Regions from separate parts of the Sus scrofa genome. Here region 2 is linked to region 1. Evidence: chromatin contacts called from public HiChIP or PLAC-seq data. All regions are on one chromosome and are shown on one strand. Each heading gives the region's core, a stretch centred on a gene start, on an enhancer-like site or on the middle of the called end of the contact. The rest is flanking DNA. Distances are from core to core; before and after follow the strand shown.

Region 1 (6,630 bases), core at 2,957-5,456:
AGAAGCCTCTCAGGGCAGTTCCACTTGGCTTGATTTTCACCTGGTCCCAGGGGCTAAAACTAAGGCAACCACTGTTCCCAAAGAAGCTTTCGCTGGCAGCTGCGACAGTCACCTGGTATCTCTACCGATCACCACGAAGGCGTCCTGGTGCAGATTCACAGCTGCTTCCTCGCTGATGGCCACCAAGGCTCGTGCCAAATCTTGCTCCTCAGCATTTGCCAAATGGGTAGCATGTTCCTCCCAGGAGGGCGCCAACATTTCGCCCAAAGGGTCAACCAATTTTACACCATTGTCGTCCTTCAAAGAAAAACAAATGAGAAGCCATCTGTGCACAGCTGTGAGGGTGACATGAAGAAGTACACTCAAGCTGCTGTCCCCCCAATGAAAGTGAAGGCCGGCCAGTCTCCCTGGTGACTGCTGAAGGCCAGCCACAGGACCAGATGTCATATTTCTATCACCTCCGCAAATCCTCACCACACATGAGCTCCACCTAAGAACCCTACGGTCACTCTGGTCTTAATTGAAGAAAACTAAAATTCAGAGCAAGTAATCTGCTCATGTTCACACAGCTAATAAGTGTTGGTGCTGGTATTAAAACATCAAATCTACTTGAGTCTTAAACCCACAGCCACTGTGCCACACATGCCAGCTGTATTCCAGGGCTGTTACCTCTGCTTTGGCCGGCAACTAACTGATCAGGTACAAGTGTGGCAGAACCAGGGCCCTGGGGATCCTTTTGCTCTGGCTGTACTCTGAGAACACACTGGCCATCGTGTTAGCCAGTGGGTGTTCAGCCAGTGGGTGTGGCACAGAAGCTGAGAAGAGGCACCTCCATTCTGGGCAGCTCAAATTTCTGGAAAGATATAAAGTGTGGTTCAGAGTAAATGTCAACAGCTAGCTAAGAATTGTTTTGAGAAGTGCTTCTGGAACTCACAATGAATTTGGGGTTCTGCCTACAAGTCATTAAGCAATTATGGAGATGTAGACACACACAATCACAGTGATCCACGTTCAAACTGAATAAGCAACGTCCTTTTGTTTCAGGGTTGGGGTGGAGAGGAGGTTACAATCCTTCACTAACACACATAAAAACTGCTGCTGATTTAGCTACGAAGGTACAAGTCTCATATCGTAGCAAACACAAGTGTATTATTTAAACCATGTATTAGTGAGTTACAGGCCAGTACAGAATAAGATCAACTGTGTCAAAAGGAACGCTTCAAAGACTTATCAGGAACACTAGAACCATCGGGCCTCATCAATAACCTGCCCAAAGCAGAACCCCATATTTAGGCTGTTCGTTCAGAACAGGAAACCATGCCCCAGCTATAGAAATGTTGTCTGAAAAGTTTCAAAATGAGTTAAATCTTTTCAAATATTTGCCCGTGCCCCTTCCCCTGCTTGTCTCCAAGCTCTTCCAACTTTGCTCAACTAAAAGCAGTAACAGTTTTTATTACTGACGCTGTCTCACTGCAACTACTTGGGAATGACATTCTGTTATTTCTCAATATGGACACACAGCAAAAAAAAAGAAAAAAAAATGACCATCTCATTTCATTCTCTCCACACCCTTTAAACAGTCATGAGCTAAATGACCACTTGTTTAAGGAAGTCATTTCAAAGCCAAAGGCATGTAGCAGTGAGAGGGCATATTCTGAGAACTGGAATCTATTTTGGATCAAAGCGCTCAGACACTATGGTTTGGTCCTGCAAACAAAGGTTTGGTCTTTGCTTTACTGGGGGCACTAAATGCATTACCTCAGGATTGTGTGATGCTGTTACCATGACTCCTATGGTAGACTTTGTCTGCTTTGACCTCAGGACAGCTAATAATCCCATTCGAAACATGACATGATCAAGACGGTCTGCTTTCGTTCGAAATCCAGCGGTCCCATATTGAAGAATGAGTCCATCAGGCTTGGCATGCGATGCTGAGTGCTTGGTAATGGCATCTAAATCCATGTCTACAAAACTAAGGAATATTTTTCAGACATAATAAGAAATCTTTCAAAGACAATTTGCTCCAAAAATTGCCATCCTAGAGTTCTTGTAATGGCTCAGCAGGTTATGGGCCTGGCATTGTCTCTGTGAGGATGCAGGTTGAATCCCTGGCCTCCCTTAGTGGGTTAAGAATGAGGTGTTGCTGTGGCTGTGGCCTCAGATGCAGCTCCAATTCAACCCCTAGCCCAGAACGTTCATGTCATAGGTGGGGCTGTAAAAAGTAAACAAAAAAACAAACAAAAAAACAAACAAACAAAAACCTTGCACCCCAAACTGAGAGATCTGATTCATTCTGAGCCTCCCCAAAGAGGAGAGGCTCTATGTTTTCTCTCTATGTTTGAGAGAAAAGAATGGTAGAAAAAATCCAGGGGGGTTAGCATTACCTGGATCATCCACTTGAGAACAGAAATCACATCGTCCCCAACAATTCCCGGGCCCTAGGCAAACTTAAAATGGTCCATTCCCAACTAAAGCGAAGATTCCTTAACTAGATTCAGAGATTCCTACAAGATCAGGGATCATCTCCTCTTACAAATAGGAAAACTTAATCCTGGGTCTCAGTTAAACAATTTAAATTTTACATGAGGAGCTGCTGACAGACACCTAAGGTCACATTCTCAAGTGGGCTGGGACCGCAGAGCAGACGAAGTACCTGGGAAATCTGTGTACTTCTGCTATTTCTCCCAGGCTACAGAGACCTATTCCCAAAGGAAAAGCAAAGGGCAAAGTCTCCTCTCCAAGACTGCCCTACCTCCTGATACACCTTGCAGTGGATTTTTGTATTTTCATAAGGGAGGATGGAGACACCCTTCTAAATTAAGCTCTGAAACCAGCAACACCTTCCTTTTACCTTTAATTTAGTTTAATTTTTTTGGCCACCCCCACGCCATGAGGAATTTCCCAGGCCAGGGATCCAACCAAGGCCACGGCAGGGACATCACCAGGTCCTTAACCTGATGAATGACACCAGGGAACTCCCACTTTAATTTTGAAAATCAAACATCGGGTTAAGGATCCAGCGTTGCTGTGAGCTGGGGTGTAGGTCGCAGATGCAGCTCAGATCCTGAGCAGCTGTGGCTGTGGCGGAGGCCCGCAGCTGTAACTCCAATTTGACCCCTAGCTTGGGAACTGCTATATGAGGTGGGTGCAGCCTTAAAAAGACAATAAATAAATAAGTAAATAAATAAATAACATCAGCCCTTAGCCCACTACTACTTTCTTCTCTGGGATACTCAGGTTTTAGGTGGAACTTGGGGCTTCCAACCTCAGCTGTATGTACTATCCACTTCCTGGACCTGCCCCATTACCAGTTAGTTCAGGGATGAACAACAGTCCCCATAGCCATCAGCCTAACTATCTTGTTTTCTTTACTTCCCTTCACTACTATTTGGATAAACAAAAGCTAAAGGAAATGGTGAAAATGTTTGCTTTTGTCCAGTTTGGAAAAAGCTGGCATTCAGGAAGTTAATTTTGACCCAGAGTCATTAAATCTACTTCACAAGCCTGAAAACGTTTTATTCAAAACTGACCAGTTAGTCAGTAATGTATCATGTTTATTCAAAAGGGCGTAAACCAGTCCCTTTTCAGCCAGAAAGTCCTTTTTTTTTTTTTTTTTTTTAAGTCAAGATAAAATGTTTCCACCCTTTAAAGCGTTTCAGGTCCTAAAACTACTTTCAAAGACCATTCGAAGGCTTTAAAAAAAGTATTTTCAAATCCAAACTGTTTCCACTCTAAGAAAATCTGAGAACTGCCCCCCTCATTCAATTTTTCCATCCAAACTTCAATACGAGTTTAGTTCCCCTCTCCTCTCGCCCCCACTTTTCCGAGTCAGCTCTGAGACTCCGCCTTGGAGGGGGACGAGCCCCCTGCCCCAGTTCGCTACCCTCGGGCCGGCGCCACCAGCCTGCTCCCGAGCCGCAGCGGTGAGTAGGTGTGTCCCGCGCCGTCCGCGAGCCAGTCCGCCTGCCTGCCCACCATCCTGTCCGTCTACCCAACCCAGGCAGACCAGAGTGTCTCCTTCCCGCCGCCGCCGAGCCTCCGGCCCAGCTCACCTCTGCAGAGAGACGCCCCCTCACCTCCACCACGCGGACCACCTCCCCCGCCGCGGCGCTGGGAATCAGACTGCGGCGCTCCGCACCAGCAGACGTGGCCCTGCGTGGCTTCCGGCCCGTCGCCCCGCCCCTCAGCCAATCACGGCGGGGGAGGGTCCGCTGGCCCCGCCCCCCTCCATGCCAGTCACGCGCGGCTCGCGCCTGCGGAACTGCGGATCCGCGTTCTGAGAGGGCTTGGGGCTGTTGCCTTTGAATGACCAGGAAGGGTGAGGCCCCCGCGGTGGCCCGGGGATTGGGGCCGAGGGTCTCGGGCCTTCAGAGCTATCCGCAACTACGCAGCCCCTGACTCCAAATTTGGGTCTCAGAGGGTGGCAGGCCCAGCTTTCCTGGGAAGCCGGGGTTCTAAGTGGTCCTGGATGGAGGATACCAGCCCCTTTTGGGGCCCCCAACGAGGTGGTCCCGGCCCCAGTGAGCGCCACTCTGCCTCCTTCACGCCCCCCATCCCCTTGCTTCTTGAGATTCATCTCCCAAACGTTTGATTACGGGAAGCCTTCTCGCCACCCCCTTACCATCGCCACCCCCCCCCCGCCCCGCTCCCGCTCCCGCTCCTGCTCCCGCTCCCGCTCCCGCTCCCGCTCGCACGAAACGTCATTTTATTTATTTACCTGTAAGACCCTTCCCACTAAGCTGGACCCCTCGCGGCTGAGGCCAGGTGGATCCAAACCGTCCAGACTCCTGGGATGCCGCCCCGGGCCAGTACAGCTCCCGGGAGAGGCGGAAAGGCCTACGTAGGAGGGGTCTGCGGCGCTAGGGCCCAAGGGCCTCAACTGTCAGTGGAGAGCAACGGGGCCCTCGAGACCCCGGAGCCGGGGAACCCAGAGCTCTGCTCCGTCGGCCCTGCGGGCCTTCCTTGCCGCGGCCAACTCCGCGCAAGCCTGAGACCTGAGTGGGTGGGCTTCGCAATCTGGGCCCCTTGCCTTTCCCAGAATTTGGGCTTGTGGAGCGTCTGCAGGTGGTGTTTACTAACCACCTGCAAAGGAATAATTCGAAACACTTGTTGAACGTCCAGATTCCCGGAACCAGATCGGAAGCAGGGGTTGGGGTAAAAGGAACTGGGAATCCGATTTTTAACGAAGTGTCTTGGGGGGTGCTGTGCTTACTAGATTTGGGGGTCAGGAGTTAAAGCAGAAAAATGTTAAGTGTCTCGGTTTGTGCCCCTAGCTCTCGGTGAGTAATAGCGCCCCTGAAAAGCTGTTTCTGAGGAAAGGGAGCTGCGGGAAATTTCGCTGGGCACCGCTGGACGTTGACAAAGCTGGTGTCTCTGGGCCTTTCCAGTTTTCCTGACAGGTTGATTTTGAGTCAACATGTCCGCTTCAATGAAAGAATGCCTTCAACTTCAGCTGCTGGAGATGGAAATGTTGTTTTCTATGTTTCCTAACCAAGGAGAAGTAAAACTTGAAGATGTAAATGCCCTGACAAATATAAAGAGATATTTGGAGGGCACAAGGGAGGCACTGCCACCAAAAATCGAATTTGTGATTACACTCCAGATCGAGGAGCCCAAGGTAGGTGCCCTGAGTTGTGTTAATTGTTGCCAGGTGCCCAGTTTTTATTGGAAACACTTGGAAGGAGCGCGTCCTGTCCAAGAAGCACATAGAGGATATTCCAGATGGCTTTGTCTTGGATTATTCCTTTACTTGTTTGAAAGCAAAATATGGGATGCCCTGTAAATTGTCTTCAATAAAGATTTTGAATTTTGCATACACATACACACCTTTTAAACAAATATGCTTCATGTTTTTCCTAAACACAGCTTGCAATCTTACACTGCCATTATTATTCTGTTCACTCATCCAGTTTTTTTTTTTTTAACCAACCCAACTATTGTAATGTGGATCGTTTTGTATATATATCACAAATCTAAATGTTACCTTTAGCAAAACTGGCTTTTCAGGAGTGAATGACTATTTTTGGGGAGGCCCCATGACACCAAAAGCAAATATAGAAAGGAAATTTACAGTCTGAAAATGAATTTACCTTCATATTCTGATCCATTTATCTCCAGCAGTAGATAAGTGGATAGCATAGCACAGGTACCAAGGGGACAGGCATTTGAGACCTACTGTGCTAGCTACTTCCTATTCAGCCTTCAGTTATAATGCAGTCCCTCTAGTTACACATTGCTGTGGACCCCTGCACTTGATCATGGCAATGCTTCTCATTGTTGAGATGAAACACTTGGTGAATGTCTGTCTCCATCACTAAGCTCTAGACGTCGTGAAGGGCAGAAATAGTGTCTAGCTTCTTCATGTCTTTATTTCGGCATAGGGTACCTGACACATGGTAGGTATTTGATGCATATTGGTATGAATGAATGAATGCATAAAAGGAATTTATGTATGTAAAAGTGTGCAGTGTCTGGAACATAGCCGACACGTAATAGTAGCACTATCTATTACCTTTATCAAAATCATGCAGTGGCCATTGATAAACTAGCATATGTGATCTTACAGTACTGAAATCTATTTGATTTTCATTTTAAGGTGAAAATTGACTTGCAAGTAACCATGCCTCACAG
Region 2 (6,630 bases), core at 2,207-4,706, 970 kb before region 1:
CTGAAAAGAGTTCACATAGTTTTAAAACATCAAGACTTACTACTTCAGGAAATTAATAATTCAGCTTTATCAATATTGTATTTCATTCTAAAGTTTTTTTCAAATAATCTCTGGGAACAAAAGAAACTCCAATATTTTATTAGTGCAAAACTCAGTTTCACAACTAATAACTTCCCTAAATTTTAGGGGGGAAAGAATTATTGTCCTATTCATGACAGTAAACTAACTTTGACATCATTTATAATAATTAACCAAGTAATGGTGAGCTCCTTATGTAATTCGGTCTATAGAAGCGTATCATTCTAAAGCACAGAGAGTTAAAAACATAACAAGTTCCTTACTCAAAATTTAGCATACTGAAAGATCTGGATATAAGTTTTTCATCTTTTTTTTTTCCTTTTTTTTTTTTTTTTTCCTTTTTAGGGCCAAACCTGCAGCACATGGAAGTTTCTAGGCCAAGGATCGAACCCACAAGGATACTAGTTGGGTTCTTAACCCAGTGAGCCACAACAGGAATTCCTTAGTCTTTTTTTAAAATAATGGACGAGCCATGTATTTAATTCCTTGAAGTAACCTACTTTTAATTCCTTGAAGTAAAATTTGCTTTGCTTTGACTAAAGTTTCTGCAAGTATCTGTACCCTCTATAATTCTTTTTAGAAAACAGCTCTTTCTGCCCTTATCTACCCTATACCAGTTTCTAAAAACCAATAAAAAAAAATCAAGAATTCAAAATTGAAAGAAGAGGAGTTCCCATCGTGGCTCAGTGGTTAACGAATCCGACTAGGAACCATGAAGTTTCAGGTTCAATCCCTGGCCTTGCTCAGTGGGTTAAGGATCTAGTGTTGCCGTGAGCTGTGGTGTAGATTGCAGATGTGGCTTGGATCCCACGTTGCTGTGGCTCTGGCGTAGGCCAGTGGCTACAGCTCCGGTTCGACCTCTAGCCTGGGAACCTCTATATGCCATGGGAGCGACCCAAGAAATGGCAAAAAAGACAAAAAGAAAGAAAAAAAAAAAAAAATAGAAGAATTCCCACTGTGGCTCAGCAGGCTAAGGACCCGATGTCTCTAAAGATGCAGGTTCAATTCCTGCTTCAAGTCAGTGTTAAGGATCCAGCATTGCCATGGCTATTGCACAGGATTCAGCTTCAGCTCTGATTAAGCCCTCACCCGGTGAACTTGCATATGCCACAGATGTGGCTGTTAAAAAAAGAAAGAAAGAAAGAAAGAGAAACAGTACAAAGATGAAGGAGCTATGGAAGGATGTGAATTTGCACATCATGGGCATATAAACTCTACCAGTCACAAGAGTCACATTCTTTCAGTATTTCTGATAAATTTTGATTTTCTACTAAAAATAGAATTGCCATATGATCCAGCAATCCACCTCCGGGGTATATATCCAGACAAAACTTTATCTCAAAAAGATACATGTGCCCCAGTGTTCACAAGCAGCACTATTTACAATAGCTAAAATAGGAAAACAACCTAAATGTCCACCAACAGATGAGTGGATTAAAAAGATGTGGTACATATACACAATGGAATACTACCCAACCATAAAAAGAACAAAATAATGCCATTTGCAGCAACAGGGATGGTCCTAGAGATTATCATGCTAAGTAAGTCAGAAAGAGAAAGGCAAACACCTTATTATATTATTTATCTATGGAATCTAAAACATGACACAAATGAACCTATCTATGAAACAGAAGCAAATTTACTGACACAGAAAACAAACTAGTGGTTGCCACAGGGGAAAATAGGTGGGGGAGGAATGGAGTGGGAGTTTGGGGTTAGGAGATGCAAACTACCGCATATAGAATGGATAAACTACAAGGCTCTACTATACAGCACACAGGGAACTATATTCAACATCCTGTAATAAACCATATGGAAAAGAATATCACAACATTGTAAGTCAACTATACTTTAATAAAATTAAAATGTTAACTTCATCGATTTAAGAATTTTTTTTCCAAGAAAAAACTATTTTAAAAAAGAATGTTGTGGAGTTCCCTGGTGGTGCAGCAGATTAGGATCTGGCATTGTTGCTACTGTGGATCGGGTCTGATCTCTGGCCTGTGAACTTCCATATGTCACAGTGGAGGCAAAAGAAAGAAGAAAAAAAAAAAAATGCTGGGAAATCCCTAGTGCTTTCACAGCTGCCGCAGGGTTCAATCCCTGGGCTGGGAACTGAGATCCCATATCAAGGCCCTGCACGCTGCAGCCAAAAACCAAAAAACAAAAAAAAAAGCGTGAGAGTGTATGTGTATATAACTGAATCATTTTGCTGCGCAGCAAAAATTAACACATTGTAAATCAACTACACTTCAAAAAAACTGTTTTTCAAATTTCAATTTTCAAACACACTCTGCTTCCAGGCATGAGGGGGAAAAAAAAGTGCTACTACATCGGTCTCTGCTTCCTGAAAAATAACCTGTCTGGTCAACAGACTTTAAGTTTTTTTTAACTACGTTGGAGATCAGAAGTCACAGAAGTCCTGGGTTACTTATTTCACTGCTGAACTAAAACGTTTTAGAAATAAAGCAACATGATATCAGAAAAGGCCTCTATCGGGGAGTTCCCGCTGAGGCGCAATGAGATCAAGAGCATCCTGGGAGCCCCGAGACTCAGGTTGGATCGCTTGCCTGGCGCAGTGGGCTAAAGATCTGGCGTTGCTGCACCCCAGGCTTAGGTCGTGACTGTGGCTCGGATCTGATTCCTGGCCCAGGAATTCCATACGCTGCGGGGCGGCCAAAAAAGAAAAAGGCCTCTCTCCTGTCCACCCCACGCCCCCCAAAAAACACACGGGTCCCTTTTCACAGACAACTGTAGATTCAGGCTGAACTTCGTCGTTAGTATCCCCACAGTGACTAAAACTTCAGTGACGCCACGAAAGAGATAAGGGACAGGGGCGCCTGGAGGAATGGCTTAAAACTCAAGGCTCGAGGGAAAGTGACACGAGACAACTATCAAAACCCAGCACCTCTACGTCGATGGAGGGCGTGGCAGGCAGGACAGCAACGTAGCACGTCGCCTGCACGGACCATTCATTAGCTCCAGGAGGCGGCCTGAGGGCGGCCGCCGGGACCAGGCCACTCGACTGGCCCCGCGCCAATGCGCGGGCAGCCGGGCAGCCTGTGCGTCCCCGCCCCGCGGCCCACTCGCACCCTCAGGGAAGCTAGAATACCGTCCCGACGCCACCCTGCTACGGGGAGGCCACCGCCCCTGCCGGCTCCACGGGGTCGCACCGTGCCATGCAGTCCCTCACCAGTCGCTAGATGAAAATACGCCGGTGTTCTCCGCGGGGTGGGCACACGGCCGCGCAGGGACTCATCCTCAGTGAAGGCAGCAGAAGAAACCGAAGGGCGCCAGTGGAGGCCCGTTCCCCAGGCCCGGGTCAGTTCCGGAGGCGGCTGCAGCTACAGCCGCGACTACAGGCGCGCGGAAGGGGGGCAAGGAGGGACGGGCCGGCGCGGGCGGGACCCAGGAATAAGACCGGCGCTGATTGGTTGACTGTCGTGTATGCCTCTTGCGGATTGGCTGGAGTCTGTCCAGAATGCTTCGCGTGGCAGCCCTAAGCTCTGGCCTTTCCCTGGCCGCGTGAAGGAACTTGACCCCGCCGGCCTTGGGGCAACCAGCGCTAGCCGGGGGCGGGGCAGGCCTCAGCCGGGGACACTCGGCCGACGGGGGCGGTGGGAAAGGTGACGGCCCTTTCGGGGGTCAGCCGTCGCCCAAGAGGAAACGTCGCTCCCCCGCAGCAGGAGATTTGGAACTCAGGATAAACCTGGGTTTAGAAACAGTATGGGACACCTGGCTAGATGTCTCGGGCAGCGGAATGCCTTGGCCACGCCGCAGAAGTCAAAGGCGTTGTTGGCATGTTGCACCTATGAGAGTGCCCTCCCGTTGCCCTGACCCTGGGGTCACAGGAAAGCCAAAGGCGTTGTCTTGCAGAGACTCAGCCTCGCCCCTCACCGGCCGCTCCTACACCCGCATTATATTGGGGTCACTCCCTGGGTCAGGAGGCGTCACTGCCTCCTTAGATCACTGCTGTGGGACCAGGCCAGGGTCATACCACTCACCAGATCACTGCACTCAGTCCTCACCCCAGGCTCTTGCACTATGCTTTTTCCCCTTTAACTCTGCATCCAAGGGCCATTTTAAAAATGGAGTGAAAATAATTAGGGAGGAAAGCAAGTAGCCGATAATCGATACTAGGATAGGGAAAGGGAAACATCCTGCGGAGTAGGCCTGATTCAGTAAATATTTGTTCAGGGAGGGCTAGTGTGACTCAGAACAAACAACGCTAGGAGTCAAGACACAGCTGTGCAGTTCTGCCACGTGTAGATTATACAAGCCACTTAGTCCCTCTCATCTGTAAAACGACAGACTTGAACTAGATGTCTTCTTAAAGGCCCATTCGGCTTTACTTTTTTTGGAGCCTACCTTATGGAATCCCCAAAGCCACGCACCTCCCTAGTGAAGGGAATAGGAAAATAACTAGCTCTCCCGCCGCCCTTCCCAAAACCTTGTTCTGTCTCTTTGCCCCTTCTAGGTGCCTGACGTCCTTTTTTGACATGTAACAAAAACCAGTTTGTAATGTAAAAATCGGCTGGTTTTGAAAATAAGCTATGTATGATGACCTTTATAATCATGGAGAAGCTAAGAATGGCAAGTAAAGCCCATAATGTAAATAAATGCATTGACCTAAATTCAAATCTTTTAAATCTTTTGTTTGTCGCTGGGCAAGTTCTCTTTTTTTTTTTTTGGAGGGGGGAGGGGGCAGTGGGCTGGGGTCAAGCCCACAGCAGGTGGAAGTTCCAAGGCCAGGAAATGAACATCCTTAGAGCAGTGACAACCCTGGATTCTTAGCCTGGGAACTCCTAGTTGGCTTTTTTGAAGCCTCAGTTTCCTCAACTGTAAAATAGAAGCAATAATGCATTTTAGGGTTGTGAAAACATAACTATGTACAGATATATCCCACTTAACGGAGTGTCTAGCACACAATAACACTTCATAAGTGGTAGATCATACTTTTTATAAGTAAGAAGTATTTCCTTAGCAACAGAATTATTCCAAGCATTCATTGATTTTGTGGTAAGCACTAGGGATCCAAAAGTGAACAAAACACAAACTTGATAATCACACATGTAAAAATAGTTTGCAACCCTTACAAAAACTGCAAATAATGCTATGATAAATTTAACTTTGCAAAGAAGTGACACTTGAACTGAGACTAGAATATTGGGTAGGAGATAACCAGATGAAATAGATTGCAAGCCATATGGGATTGCTCTCCATTTCCCTGGAAAATTGTCTTCAAAGATACTGATAATTTCTAGGACAGAATATTGCAATGATTAGGCAACAGTACAGATGAAATACAATTAAATGAAAACTGCATTGCAGATGTGGTTAGTGAAAGAAGAGATCAAAATCAACCATTTAAAAAAATTTGTTGTGTTTACCCATAGAAGGAAAGATAGAAATATACCAAAAACAATGATTGTCTCTGTGTGGTTATGAGTGATTCTTGATTTCTATCATTTTGAATTGTCATTTTTACTTGTAGTAGTTGAGTTACTTGATTAATTTTTAAAAATCAAAGTTTAGGAGTTCCTGTTGTGGCTTAGCAGTAACAAAGCCTGCTAGTATCCATAAGGACATGGGCTCCATCTCTGGCCTCACTCAGTGGGTTAAGGATCCAGCTTTGCTCTGAACTGTGGTATAGGTCACAGACATGGCTCGGACCTGGTGTTGCTGTGGCTGCATTGCAGGCCAGCAGCTGTAGCTCCAATTAGATGCCTAGCCTGGGAACTTCTATTTGCCATGGGTGCAGCCCCCAAAAGACAAAAAATAAAATAGTAAAATAAAATAAAATACCAATGTGGAAAGAAAGAAGTCTAAAGATGGCTTTAGAAGAGGGCAGTGATTTAGAGGAGAAAGAGGAGAATAATCCAGGCGTCAAGAATGGAGTTTGAGATGAGGCCAGGATAGAGTGCTGCAGAAATGACTGAGCCACATCATTTGCAGTAAACTCCCTAAATGCCATTTTTCCAAAATAAATTAATATCCTTCATAATCAAAATGTATTGACTTTAACAACCATTGAAGGTGTTAATAATTCAGCCTGTCTCTGTGGTGGTGCCTGTTCGATCCCCTGCCCGTCACATTGTGTTAAGGGATCCAGCATTGCTGAAGCTGTTACATAGGTCGCAGCTCCAGCTTGATTCTGATCCTGGGTCCATGAACTTCTATATGCCTCAGATGCTGCTTAAAAAGAGAAAAAATAAAAGAGAGAGAGAAAGATAGAGAACATCAGAGCTTGTACGGTCGCAGTGGATCAAAACCCAAACCTGTTCAGGTTCTGCAAGAATGATTATCACCACGGGAAGAATAGCAGCACATTTGGCCTGCAAATGACTTATTGTTTGGCCATATTCTCTTTTATTCTAAACCATCTTCCACTTTCCGAATCTAAACACATGGCTGGAGGCAGCTTTCTTTCTCTCTTTCTTTTTTTTTTTTTTGGCCATGCCCATATCATGGGGAAGTTCCTTGGCCAGGGATCAGACCCAAGCCAGAGCAGTGACCCATGCCAAAGCAGTGACAATGCTGCTGTGCCACAGG

Evidence for each region. HiChIP or PLAC-seq counts read pairs in DNA pulled down with a chosen protein or histone mark.
Region 2: an H3K27ac HiChIP or PLAC-seq map of skeletal muscle shows a contact between it and region 1, with 6 times the contacts expected there. The contact joins the promoter of IBTK here to the promoter of RWDD2A in region 1. A contact is called at or near these places in 2 of 5 promoter capture datasets (fetal liver and liver), 1 of 47 Hi-C or Micro-C datasets (embryonic fibroblasts) and 2 of 2 datasets of contacts at active chromatin or transcription factors (alveolar macrophages and skeletal muscle).

Annotation. Positions count from the first base shown.
Region 1 is chr1:83,001,159-83,007,788 of Sscrofa11.1, reverse strand. It overlaps RWDD2A (RWD domain-containing protein 2A), which reads left to right and starts at 4,206. Exons shown (of 3, transcript XM_013992798.2): 1 at 4,206-4,318; 2 at 5,274-5,617; 3 at 6,596-6,630. The coding sequence starts at 5,417. It overlaps PGM3 (phosphoacetylglucosamine mutase), which reads right to left and starts at 4,167. Exons shown (of 14, transcript XM_001924419.5): 1 at 4,053-4,167; 2 at 1,759-1,972; 3 at 113-297. The coding sequence starts at 1,962.
Region 2 is chr1:83,970,387-83,977,016 of Sscrofa11.1, reverse strand. It overlaps IBTK (inhibitor of Bruton tyrosine kinase), which reads right to left and starts at 3,456. Exons shown (of 29, transcript XM_001924870.6): 1 at 3,272-3,456.